Regions from separate parts of the Sus scrofa genome. Here region 2 is linked to region 1. The links are chromatin contacts, called in public promoter capture Hi-C maps. All regions are on one chromosome and are shown on one strand. The core of a region is the stretch at or near the end of the contact, and the rest is flanking DNA. Distances in the headings are between cores, read along the strand shown.

Region 1 (5,487 bases), core at 762-3,261:
CAACAATGCAGATACCTCAGTCCCACAATATCCCCTAAGAGTTTTTTGCCCTAGCACACGATTACCTCTTTGTGAATATAAAGGACAAGCCCTTCAGTCCAATATGATTAGGGGATAAATCCAGATATCAGAGGGGAAAAAAAGGCAATGAAAAGTTGATGCCTCTTTAAAAGGAGCCCAAGAATGAAACAACTTCACTATGTAAGGAATTATAAGACATCAAAGGTTAGATAATGGACAACAGGTGCCTTTGGGGAGGAAAGAGTAGCACTCAGTTGCCTATTTTAGGATTTCCACTCTCAAAGAGTGTGAGTGTGTGTGTGTGTGTGTGTTTTCTTCCAAAAGAAAATCAGAGCCAAAATTATGGTTTTTATCCTTAATACCTATAATGGATCCATTGCTCTTCAACTTACTTTTTTATTAAAAAAAAAAAGCCATCTGATCTCAACATGTCTAAATAAAGTATGGCCTATTGCGATATCATGCACTGATCCATGAACATTAACCAACTAGGAATTTACTATCAAGAAATACAAAAGAAAGCCCTCTGAGTACAAACTACTTCACATAAAATACTCAAAGTACAAATCCAGCAGCAGGTATCACATAACTGCAGTATCAGCCAAGGCAGAAACTGTTTCTCTCACCATCATAACAGTTGAACTCAATCTTTACAGTAACCAGATTCCAATGGCCTCAAAGCATAGTAATTCCAGACACAGATTATAGGGCACTGAGTACCAGCCTCGAGTTCTGATTCCTTCAGCCAGTTACGAAATTTACTACCTTTATTCGGGTGAAAGGAACACTGAAACGATACTTCGGTCCACTTAATAACCTCTTCCCTTTCTCCATTCCACAAAGACAACATATTCCAAAAATGGAGAATCCTTTCTTTCCCTGACAGAGGCCCCCTTTCCTATGGATTCACTGGGCAGGATTACTTCTTCCCAGCACGCTTGCAGAGCGAGAAAGTACTTCTGCTTTCACTCCTCTTTTAAAGAGGGTCCCCCAACAAAGACGCACCTCTTCCTTTCCTGTATTAGGCAAATGATGCTTCAGTGCTTCTGGTTCTCTCCACCACTGCAAAACGCTCAGAGAAGTGGAGGGAGTGAGGGGAAGTTGTCAGTTACTCTGAGGGATACTTAAAAGAAGACTCCAAATTTAAAGCGAAGACTGGAGTGGGGCGGGGGGGTGCCCCCTTCCTAAAGAGGGAATGGGGTCCCTACCCTAAAAGGGAGCCTCTGCGGGGTAAGAGGTGCCCCAACCCTGACAGAGAGCTCGGTATGCGGGAAGGGGGAGGAATGTTGTACCCAGATGAGGGGTCAGGACTGGAGAAAGGGGTGACCTAACCCTGAAGGTGGAGAGAGCCATGAGTGTATGGGGAGGAGTGTTCCAGCTCTGGGAGACCTCTTCGAGAGAAGTTCCCACCTTGGGGAAGAAGGGCCCCGCACAGAAGGGGACGCTGGGAGGGAAGGAGGGTCTTGCTGAGGAGGGCTGGCATGGGGGAGGGGTTCGGAGTCCACCCGAGCCAGGAGAGGGGCGGCAAGCTCGAGGGGAACATGTGCAGTGGAACTGCTGCCATCCCGAGGGGCAGGGTGGAGAGCAGGCCTGGGCTGCGTGGGGAAGGAACAAGGTTCCCACCCTGCGCAGGAGACGGAGGACTCCCAGCCGTACTCACCGAGGCTGCCGGCGAAACCGTCCATCTTGCGGGGAAAAGCGCCGGGCTCCGGGCTCAGCGGGGCGGGCACTTCATTCAGCGGACCGACGAGGGTGGCCGACGCTGAGCCTGACCCACTTGCTCTCTAGGTCGCCCGGCTCGGCTCCCACCTCCCGCCTCCGTCGTCCGACCGTCCGCCCCGGGGCAATCAGCCGCGGCCGCCCGGGCCACTTCCCCGTCAGGTTGAGAGCCGCGCCGCTCCACAGCCTGCCCGGCCTCCCTCCCAGACAGCAGCCGCGAGCGCCGCACCGCGCCCCGCCCCCGCGCCCGCGCGCAGCGGTAGCTCCGCCCCGCGCACGCCGTCACGCTTCCGACTCCGCCTCCCACGTGATGTCCCGGAGGCGGGGTCTTGCCGACCCTTCCCTCTCACCTTGCCCGGGCCTCGGGTTCTGCCCGCCTAGCGCTAGACTGGGGGCTGCGCTTGCGCGGTGGGCCTGCGGAGGGCCTGGGACTTGGGTCTTGAAACTGGTTCCAAGTAGGTGGGAAACAGAGGGGAACCACAGGCCCGGGCTCCTCAGGAGCGTCTAGGATTACTCTCTCTAAGCAGCCCCTGGGAATACGCGGAGGCCTATCAGAGCTTAAGTCTGGAGACCCCCTGACATGAGATAGTCACCCCGTGTGTTCTACAAGGACACTAAAGGGGCAACCACTTGCAGGGAAGGATCCATTCTTCCCAGTTCTCCCTTTGCCCTACTGGACAAGTGAAAGTGAGTCTTCATCTTCGTCACTAGCTCAAGGTCATCACTGCCACAGCCGCAGGACTCAAGTCAGACCAGAAGAAAGGTATATTAATACTGGACAGAGTTTATCTTGTGTCCCCCTCAGGGAGAACACTGAGCCTTAGAAAAGACATGATCAGCGTAAGGACATGGAACGTGATGGAAGCAGAGCTAGAACCTGGCTTTCTTACTCCTCCTGGAGTTCTTTCCGCCAGGGATGCAAAGCAACCCCTTGTAGGGCAGGTGGGGAAATTGCTTATCAGGGAACCATAGCAAAGTGTTGAAATGAGGTAAGCCTGTGTTCAGGCCCACCTACATGTGACTCAATAGGTGAGTGTCAAGTCACTAAACTTTTTTGGGCCTCACTTTTATCAATTTGCAAATAGGAGGACAGGACTTGTAACCAATTCTTATACACAGCCTTCCTCTTCCTCCTCTCTCCCCAACCCACCTCTATTCTCCATCCTTCTAAAGACCTTCTAGTGGTTTCCTAAATCCCTTTTGGGACTAGGTTGTGTGGATCAGAGCAATAGTTACATGGGAGAAATATGAAGTGCCCAGGAACTAAATTGATTTATACAATACTAAAGAGCTGATTTAGAGGAGAGCAAGAGTCATTCTAGACAGAGATACAGGAAAGAGGGAGAGACTGAAGAAGGGAGATGAGAAAAATAAAGTAACAACTGTCATAATGAGAGGGACTTGAAGGAATTAGATAGTTGAAGGGGTTGTTAAACATTTTGTTGCTATCTTGCAATATACTTATTCCCTTTGGTGCCTCTAAAAATCTTCCCTAAAAATCTGAATTACTTTGGATTTCTGTTTTACATATCAGATCTGTGTGCCTTCTGAATACCAGGCTATGTGGTGATTGGCCATAAAGCAGCCAAGGTAAATTCAGGTTATAGACAAAGTGGTATCTAAAGTTTGCTCCTTCAAAATTATTTACAGTGTTTCTTTTGCTATGGGCATTTTCCTATCTATACATTTCTATCAAGTCTAATCACTTAATATTTGATACATCCTCAGTTCTGATAGCTGCTCTTCTGTGTCTGCAGGCAAAACTTTCTGCCTTAGGGCAATTAAAAGAACTTGCCCTGATATATAGGTATACAGAGAGTTCCCATGGTGGCACAGTGGTAACAAACCTGGCTAGTATCCATGAGGATGCAGGTTCGATCCCTAGCCCGGTTCAGTGGGTTAAGGATCCAGTGTTGCTGTGAGCTGCAGGGTAGGTCGTAGTCTTAGCTAGGATCATGCCTTGCTGCGGCTATGGCGTAGGCCAGCAGCTGCAGCTCCAATTCGACCCCTAGCCTGCAGCTGTGGTCCTCAAAGATATATGAGTATACACACATATATATACATGTGAAGTTTTTTTTAAACTTTTTATTTTGAAATAATGGTAGATTCACATGTATTTGTTAGAATACCCTTAAATCATTTCCTCCCCAAAAGTAATATCTTACAAAACTGTCACAACCAGGATATTGATACTGGTACAGTCACAGTACATAACATTTCCATTATTTCTGTGAGCACAAGAATCCCTCGAGTTGTCTTTTATAGACATACCCATTTTCCTCCTGATACCACCCCCTCCTTCACTCCTGACCACCACTACTCTGTAATACATTTCATATTTCTATAAATATGTCATTTCAATGGATTCGCATAATTGGATTGGCTTTTCTCACTCACCATAATTTGCTGGAGATTCATCCAGGTCTTTGTGAGTATTAACAGTTGGTTCTGGAGTTCCCGTTGTGGCACAGTGGTTAACAAATCCGACTAGGAACCATGAGGTTGCGGGTTCTATCCCTGCCCTTGCTCAGTGGGTTAACGATCCGGCATTGCTGTGAGCTGTGGTGTAGGTTGCAGATGCAGCTCGGGTCCCATGTTGCTGTGGCTCTGGCATAGGCCAGCCGCTACAGCTCTGATTGGACCCCTAGCCTGGGAACCTCCATATGCCATGGGAGCGGCCCCAAAGAAATAGCAAAAAAAAAAGAAAAAAACAAAAAAAAACCAGTTGGTTCTTTTTATTGCTGAGAGGAAATCCATGGTATGGATTATCACTGTTAGACCATTTGCCTGTTGAAGGACATTTGGGTTGTTTCCAGTCTGGGACTTTTATGTATAAGATGGCTATAAATGTTCATGCACAAGCGTTTTTTGTGTACATGCTTTTCATTTCTCTGGGATAAATACCTAGGAATTAGATTATTCGGTTGTATGGTAGCTATTTTAGTTTTAAAAAGAAACTGCCAATTTTTTAAAAAGAAGAATATGATCCTTATTCATTTTTTCTTCCAGTTTTATTGAGATATAATTGACATGCAGCATATATATGTATGTTCTTAATTCAGAGAAGGATCCACATTTTGTGGGTCCTGAAGCACTTACTATTTGTGGGGCCCTTTTAAGAAACACCAATACAAAAATTACAAATTCAAAATTAGGTTAAATGGAGTATTTACTCAGACTAAGAAAAGAAATCACAATAGATCACACATTTTATGATGACTGCAAATGTATAAACATTACAAAATTGAGAAATGTGACATTTAATTAAATGCCTAACATACCTCCAATACTTTCTTACTAAATTTCTTGGCTGCATATTCTTTGATTACTTCATCATATGACAATGATTCTTTAAAAATTTTTTATTAAAGTATAGTTGATTTACAATGTTTCCAGTGGTTTGGTTTTGTTTGTTTGTTTTTGTTTTGTTTTGTTGCTGTTTTTTTTTTTAGGGCCATACCCATGGCATATGGACATTCCCAGGCTGGGGCTCCAATAGGAGCTACAGCTGCCGGCCTACATCACAGCCACAGCAATATCATATCCGAGCCACATCTATGACCTACACCACAGCTCGCAGCCATGCCAGATCCTTAATCCAACTGAACGAGGCCAGGGACTGAACCCCTCACCTCTTCGTTCCTAGTTAGATTCGTTTCCGCTGTGCCATGACGGGAACGCTTACAATGCCTTGTAAATTTCTACTCAAAAGCAAATTAACCCAGTCATATATATATATTCATTCTC
Region 2 (5,487 bases), core at 2,176-4,675, 2.4 Mb after region 1:
CAGTACAAGCAAAGGCCTGGGACAGGGGGAAAGAGTGAGCATTTTGGAGAAGTTAGCAGTTGCACTGGCTGGTGTACAGTAATGGTTCCTTTCTGGAGAGAGGGGCCCTGGCTCGCCACCGACCCCACTCACCTGTAGCGGACTATGGGAGAAAGGGGATAGCAAGCCCAACATATTGAAAAGACTCCCCAAGTCAGTCTGAGGCATGTTCCTGGTTAATAAACATTATTTTTAAAGTGTGTGTGGAGGACAGAGAGGATGAAGAAGGAAGGAAGAAGTAACAGGCAAAGTTGCGAAGAAGTTTATCTTTGGGTCCTCCTGTCCCCTTAATTCCTTTCACTGGCATCAGTAATCTACCCTTACCCTGGTGTCTCACTCACAAAGACCCCTCCTGATATGGTGGTTATAGCAATCCTTCCTAGCTGAGGGGGCCTCCCACTTAGTCACAATTCCATCCAATTCAGCAACCATTGACTGCGAGCCACCACACACAAGCCAGTGGGCTCACTGTGGATGCCCAGATGAATGATGTCATCCCGTTTTCAAGGATCTCATAATCTAAAGCATTTGCATTAATATCTAAGTACATACATCAAATGCTTTTAAGAACTAAAGGAATTGCCAACAGCACCAAAATAGAGAGAGATCTTGAAGCAGAAAATCTTGCCCTAAATTTCTAAAACACCCCACTTAAAAGTGTATCTGTCCTCTAAAATTGCTCCTGCCAACTTTCAACTTCTTATATGTGCAACATTCAAATACCAAAACTCAACTGGATACTTATACAACTATAGGGATCTGCAGTTCTTTTTATTTTTTGAATTTTTTTGAATTTTTTTTTTTTTTTGTCTTTTTGTCTTTTTAGGGCCGCACCCCTGGCATATGGAGGTTCCTAGGCTAGGGGTCTAATCGGAGCTGTAGCCACTGGCCTACACCACAGCCACAGCAACGTCAGATCCTCAACCCACTGAGCGAGGCCAGAGATCAAACCTGCAACTTCATGGTTTCTAGTCGGGTTCGTTTTCCGCTGAGCCATGATGAGAACTCCTGCAGTTCTTTTTCAGTAGAGACCTTTTTTTTTCTTCTAAAAAAGAGAGACTGTTTTTTGTTGTTGTTGTTTTGTTTTGTTTTGTTTTGTTTTTGTTTTGTATCCTCTGCAATTGGAAGTTCCAGGCTATGGTTCAAACTGGAGCTGCAGCTGCCAGCCTATGCCACAGCAACAGCAATGCTGGATCTGAGCCCCATTTGCAACCTATTCCATAGCCTGTGACAATGCCAGATACTTAACCCACTGAATGAGGCCAGAGATGGAACCCATATCCTCATGGACACTAGTGGGGTTCTTAACCCACTGAGCCACAGTGGGGTCTCTGAGACATTTTTTTAATGAGAAGCAGAAATGATGGAGGAAAGGGTATTTGCATAATAGGAGGAGAATTCCAGGCAAACGTTCTCTCAGAAAACCAGTCATTTTCTCCTTAAGGAGGCAACACTCCACCTATTTCATCTCAAGCGTGGTGTGAAAAGCATAGTTGGAAGGCCAGTGCTACAGCAGGGTCCAAAGGTGAGTAAATGCACTTGACTCCCCACTGGAACAAAAGTAGCCCCTCACCTTGCTGACCCAAGGCTCCTAGGGGGACCAAGACAACAGAAGAAGGGAAAAGTGAGGAGAGGTAAGAGGAATATTGGCTCTAGAGGACTGCAGTCTCAACTCAGCCTTAGTTCTGTCCAGGAATTGGTGGCCAGCCCAAGGCTGGAGAAGTTATTTCTGAATCTGCCTTGAGCAGCACTGCCTTAATCTGCTCCTACCCACCTCTCTACCTTTATCTCTCATGACCTCATCTAATTTATGGTCTAATAATACCTAACTGCTATTATAGCCTTTCTGTCACACACACACACACACACACACACACACACACGCTCACATTTGCACCTGCTGCTCCATCTACCTAAAACACTACACCACTACTACACCGCCACCCCTACCATCCCCAATAAGTCATTTCACTCACTTGCCAGAGACATACATTTGATAGTGTCTATATATCTGATTCATACAACTACAGAGTTAATTCAATGCTGTTCGTTTTATAATATTTATAAGAATTCTGTTCTCCCCAAGTAACATATTCATTGTCAATTTAAAATTCAGAGTTTTAAAGAATCCCTTTAAATACTGTAAAGAGAGTTAATCAAATTAGGTGGCCCAGACTGAATGTACATTCATTACCCTGATGGTTAATTTAGTGCATGAAATGTGACCTGTGAACATAAACACATTTCGTTGGAGAGCAGGAATTTCTGCTCTTTTGCCTGAGGATTCCCAGTTTGGGTGTAATGCTTGGTGAGGACAGAGCAGGGCTTCAAATGTGAGAAGAGTAGGGGAAATGGTGAAGGAGTAGAATGGAGGGAGTTGGGAAGAAGGAAATAAAGCTCAGTATATTAGATATAAAGATGGCTAGGCTCCAGTGTCAGCTGTGCCACTAACCCATGGTCCCTTGCCTTCTCTAGGTATCAATTTCCTCAATCTGAAAAACAAGACAGATGAATGAGATGATATTATACACCCTTTAAAAAAATCTTTCATGACTATATATTTTTAAATGATATCAGAGATATAATGTGTTTTAAAGTTATGCTAATGCATAGCATGCTTGATTTCTATTGCTTGTTTTTATTATTATTATAGTCAAAGGGTAGAAATGAGAGCACATGTTATGATGCCATATTATTCAAGTTCTGACTTCTGATGAACTGTCTTCTCTGAGGTACAAGAAAAGGGCCTATTACTCAGGTATCTTGATTTTGTTATACTCCTTTTAAGCGTAGCAGTTACAGATGTTAATTTGAAAACATTTTTTTAACAGGTTATTCTTTTCATTTGCCAACAATTAATCAGTTGGAATAGGATTTCTTATTCATACATCTTGCTCTTAGCACGAATCATCTTATCTCCTACTCACTACAGGAAGGGAATTAGGGTGAAACCTATTGGATATTTTAAGTAATGCATCAGTCTTTGCGGTATTCCATAATCTATGTTGCTTCCCTACTGACATCATTCATTTTCTTAACACTGTGAGGCCCTGAGCATCTGAGGCAAAGTTATGTCATGATACCATTTGCCAAGTACCTAACAATCAATGGCAGGCTTTATTCATTCTAAAGTGAATTCAGCCACCTTCTGTGAATACATCCTTTTTATATAACACAATTATATATCTCAGTCATTTCCCTTTCACCTCTGATTCTAAATCATTCCAGATGCCTAATCAAGGAGGTTTCACGCAGTTAACCAAGGAGATCCAAAGACGCCCCTCCCAGCCAATCTGACCCTCCCGGGACCTTTCCCGGGTCTTTTTAGACGACATCTGACCTTCCGGCCCCTGCCGGCACTTCCGGGGCCTCGGGGACGCGCCGCGCGCTCCCGAGGCCACGTGACCTCCCCCCTCTTCCAAAGCCATGGCGGCAGTGACCGAAGATCTCCACTTCGGGCCCGCAGCGGGCACCCGCTTCTTCTGCACCGCGAGCCGCGGCCTGGAGCCCTTCCTGCTGCGGGAGGTGCGGACGCGGCTGAGGGCCACGCAGGTGAGTCGGCATCGACGCGTGCCCGGGCAGGAAGCAAGGCACCTCCCCGCCGGGTCCGTCTCAGATCCCGGAAAATGACGCGAAGAACCGCGCGCTCGGCTTCCGAACCCACCGAGGCGACGTCCCAGCCCTCGGAGTTCTACTGGCGTATAAATATCCAATGTGCTGTAGTATATAGTGTGTAGCGTACTTTAAGCAAATATATTGGGTAAAATTAAGCTTTATTTTGTAATAATGTTTAATATACTAAACACTGCTACTTATTATAATAAAGGTAGGAACAGTAATTTTTAAGATACAATTCAACATACTAGAGGTGTCCCTAATGCCAGCTGGACAGAGGCCCTGTCTGATTAGTTGACCTTTATCAACCCATCTAGAAAAGATAACATTAACTCAAGTCCTGATAAGCCACCCAATTTTTACTTTTTAGTGGGTCATGATGATAGAGGGTAGTGGGGTTCAGCTAGGAAGATAGTCACGTTCTTAGTTATTTAATGGGATGACTGCATAAGAGTTTATTGGGGGTTTTTTTGTTTTGTTTTTTGAAGATTCTCTGCTCCTCGTAGACTGGATACCTTTTTAAGAATTAAAATATATTTTTTAATTCTCCTAAAATGAACCAAAAAAGCTCACACACCACCTCAACCCTTCACTTAGCACTTTAAAATTAATTCCGAAATTAAATGGCATCCGTAGAATAAGGAAAAATTCGGTATCTCCTTATGTTACTATACATTACGATTTTGCCTGGGCTTAAGCTTTTCATCTTTGTGTTACACTTGAATACCTGAACTTTAAAAGAAAGGCAAAATGCTAACTGCTTAGACATGTTAGCGGATAATAAAGCTGTTTTTACTTTAATAAAGGCTGTTATTTTATCTTCTGAAGTGTTAGACATAAAATCAGCTGGCTTTAGACACTTTGTTATGGTTTAATTCCAAATGGAAAAAGCATATTGTATATATAAATAAATTTTCAAGTAATAAATTCTAGGATGAAATATTCTAAAATGCCACAGTTCTCCCCAAGTGTTGTAATTGAATATGCATCAGTTAAAAGCAATAAAGTGAAGAAAAACAGTATCAGTAGCTTCAGCAGTGTTTGAAATTATAAATACCAAAATGCATTTCTTTCTACTACTTCAAGACATGATACTTTATCTTCACAAAGGGTTAATCTTTAAAGTGTGTTCTTGTATATGATTTTCACAGTGGCTTTCTACAATTTTGTAAACTACTTTTGATTACATGCTCTTCACTTGTAAAAGGAATGTAGGCCTAATGATAATTTTTTTTAATAAAGAGAATAATGATGCTTTTGATTTTGAGAGTGTATTTGGCAGTTTAATGCCCCAACCCATATTATTCTAATGTTTGGGCACCCCAAATAAAGGACCTTTTAGGTCCTCTTAATTAACTTGACTTTTCAGTTGTTTTGTTTTCTACCCTCCATAATGATATTTTTAGAGGAAGTTCATTTTATAAACTTTCCTTTGATATTCAAGTGAGAAAAGATCTTTGTACAAATAGCTAATGTAATGTCTAGCTCACTGACTACTTATCACTGGTCTACATGTTCGCATCAGTTTGTTTGTAAGACTTGAACCTTAAAACCATACATTTCCAGTGAAATATTTCGGTTCCCCCACAATCTTGACAAGACAAGGTATTTCATGTATGTTAACTTGTTTTGTGATAGCTTGACATCAGCTCTATTTTTAGGTCAAGTAATATAAAATCTAAACTTTTAAAAATTTACTCTTTAGAAGTGTTCCCAAGTTCTAAACATCTTGAGGTAGTTTTGACTTTAGTCAAAGACCCACAGGGGCCCCTCCTTCCAGGTAATTCTACCCTTCCCACCCGGGTCTCCTTCGGCAACCAGCTGCCTGCCAGC

What was found. Promoter capture Hi-C pulls out the DNA fragments that hold promoters and counts their contacts.
Region 2: a contact with region 1 is called in a promoter capture Hi-C map of liver, with 7 times the contacts expected there. The contact joins the promoter of THUMPD2 here to the promoter of EML4 in region 1. A contact is called at or near these places in 1 of 5 promoter capture datasets (liver) and 1 of 2 datasets of contacts at active chromatin or transcription factors (skeletal muscle).

What each region holds. Positions count from the first base shown.
Region 1 is chr3:98,153,865-98,159,351 of Sscrofa11.1, forward strand. EML4 (echinoderm microtubule-associated protein-like 4) reads right to left here and starts at 2,012. Exons shown (of 23, transcript XM_021087581.1): 1 at 1,682-2,012. The coding sequence starts at 1,706.
Region 2 is chr3:100,553,743-100,559,229 of Sscrofa11.1, forward strand. THUMPD2 (THUMP domain-containing protein 2) reads left to right here and starts at 3,426. Exons shown (of 12, transcript XR_001303323.2): 1 at 3,426-3,591; 2 at 5,435-5,487.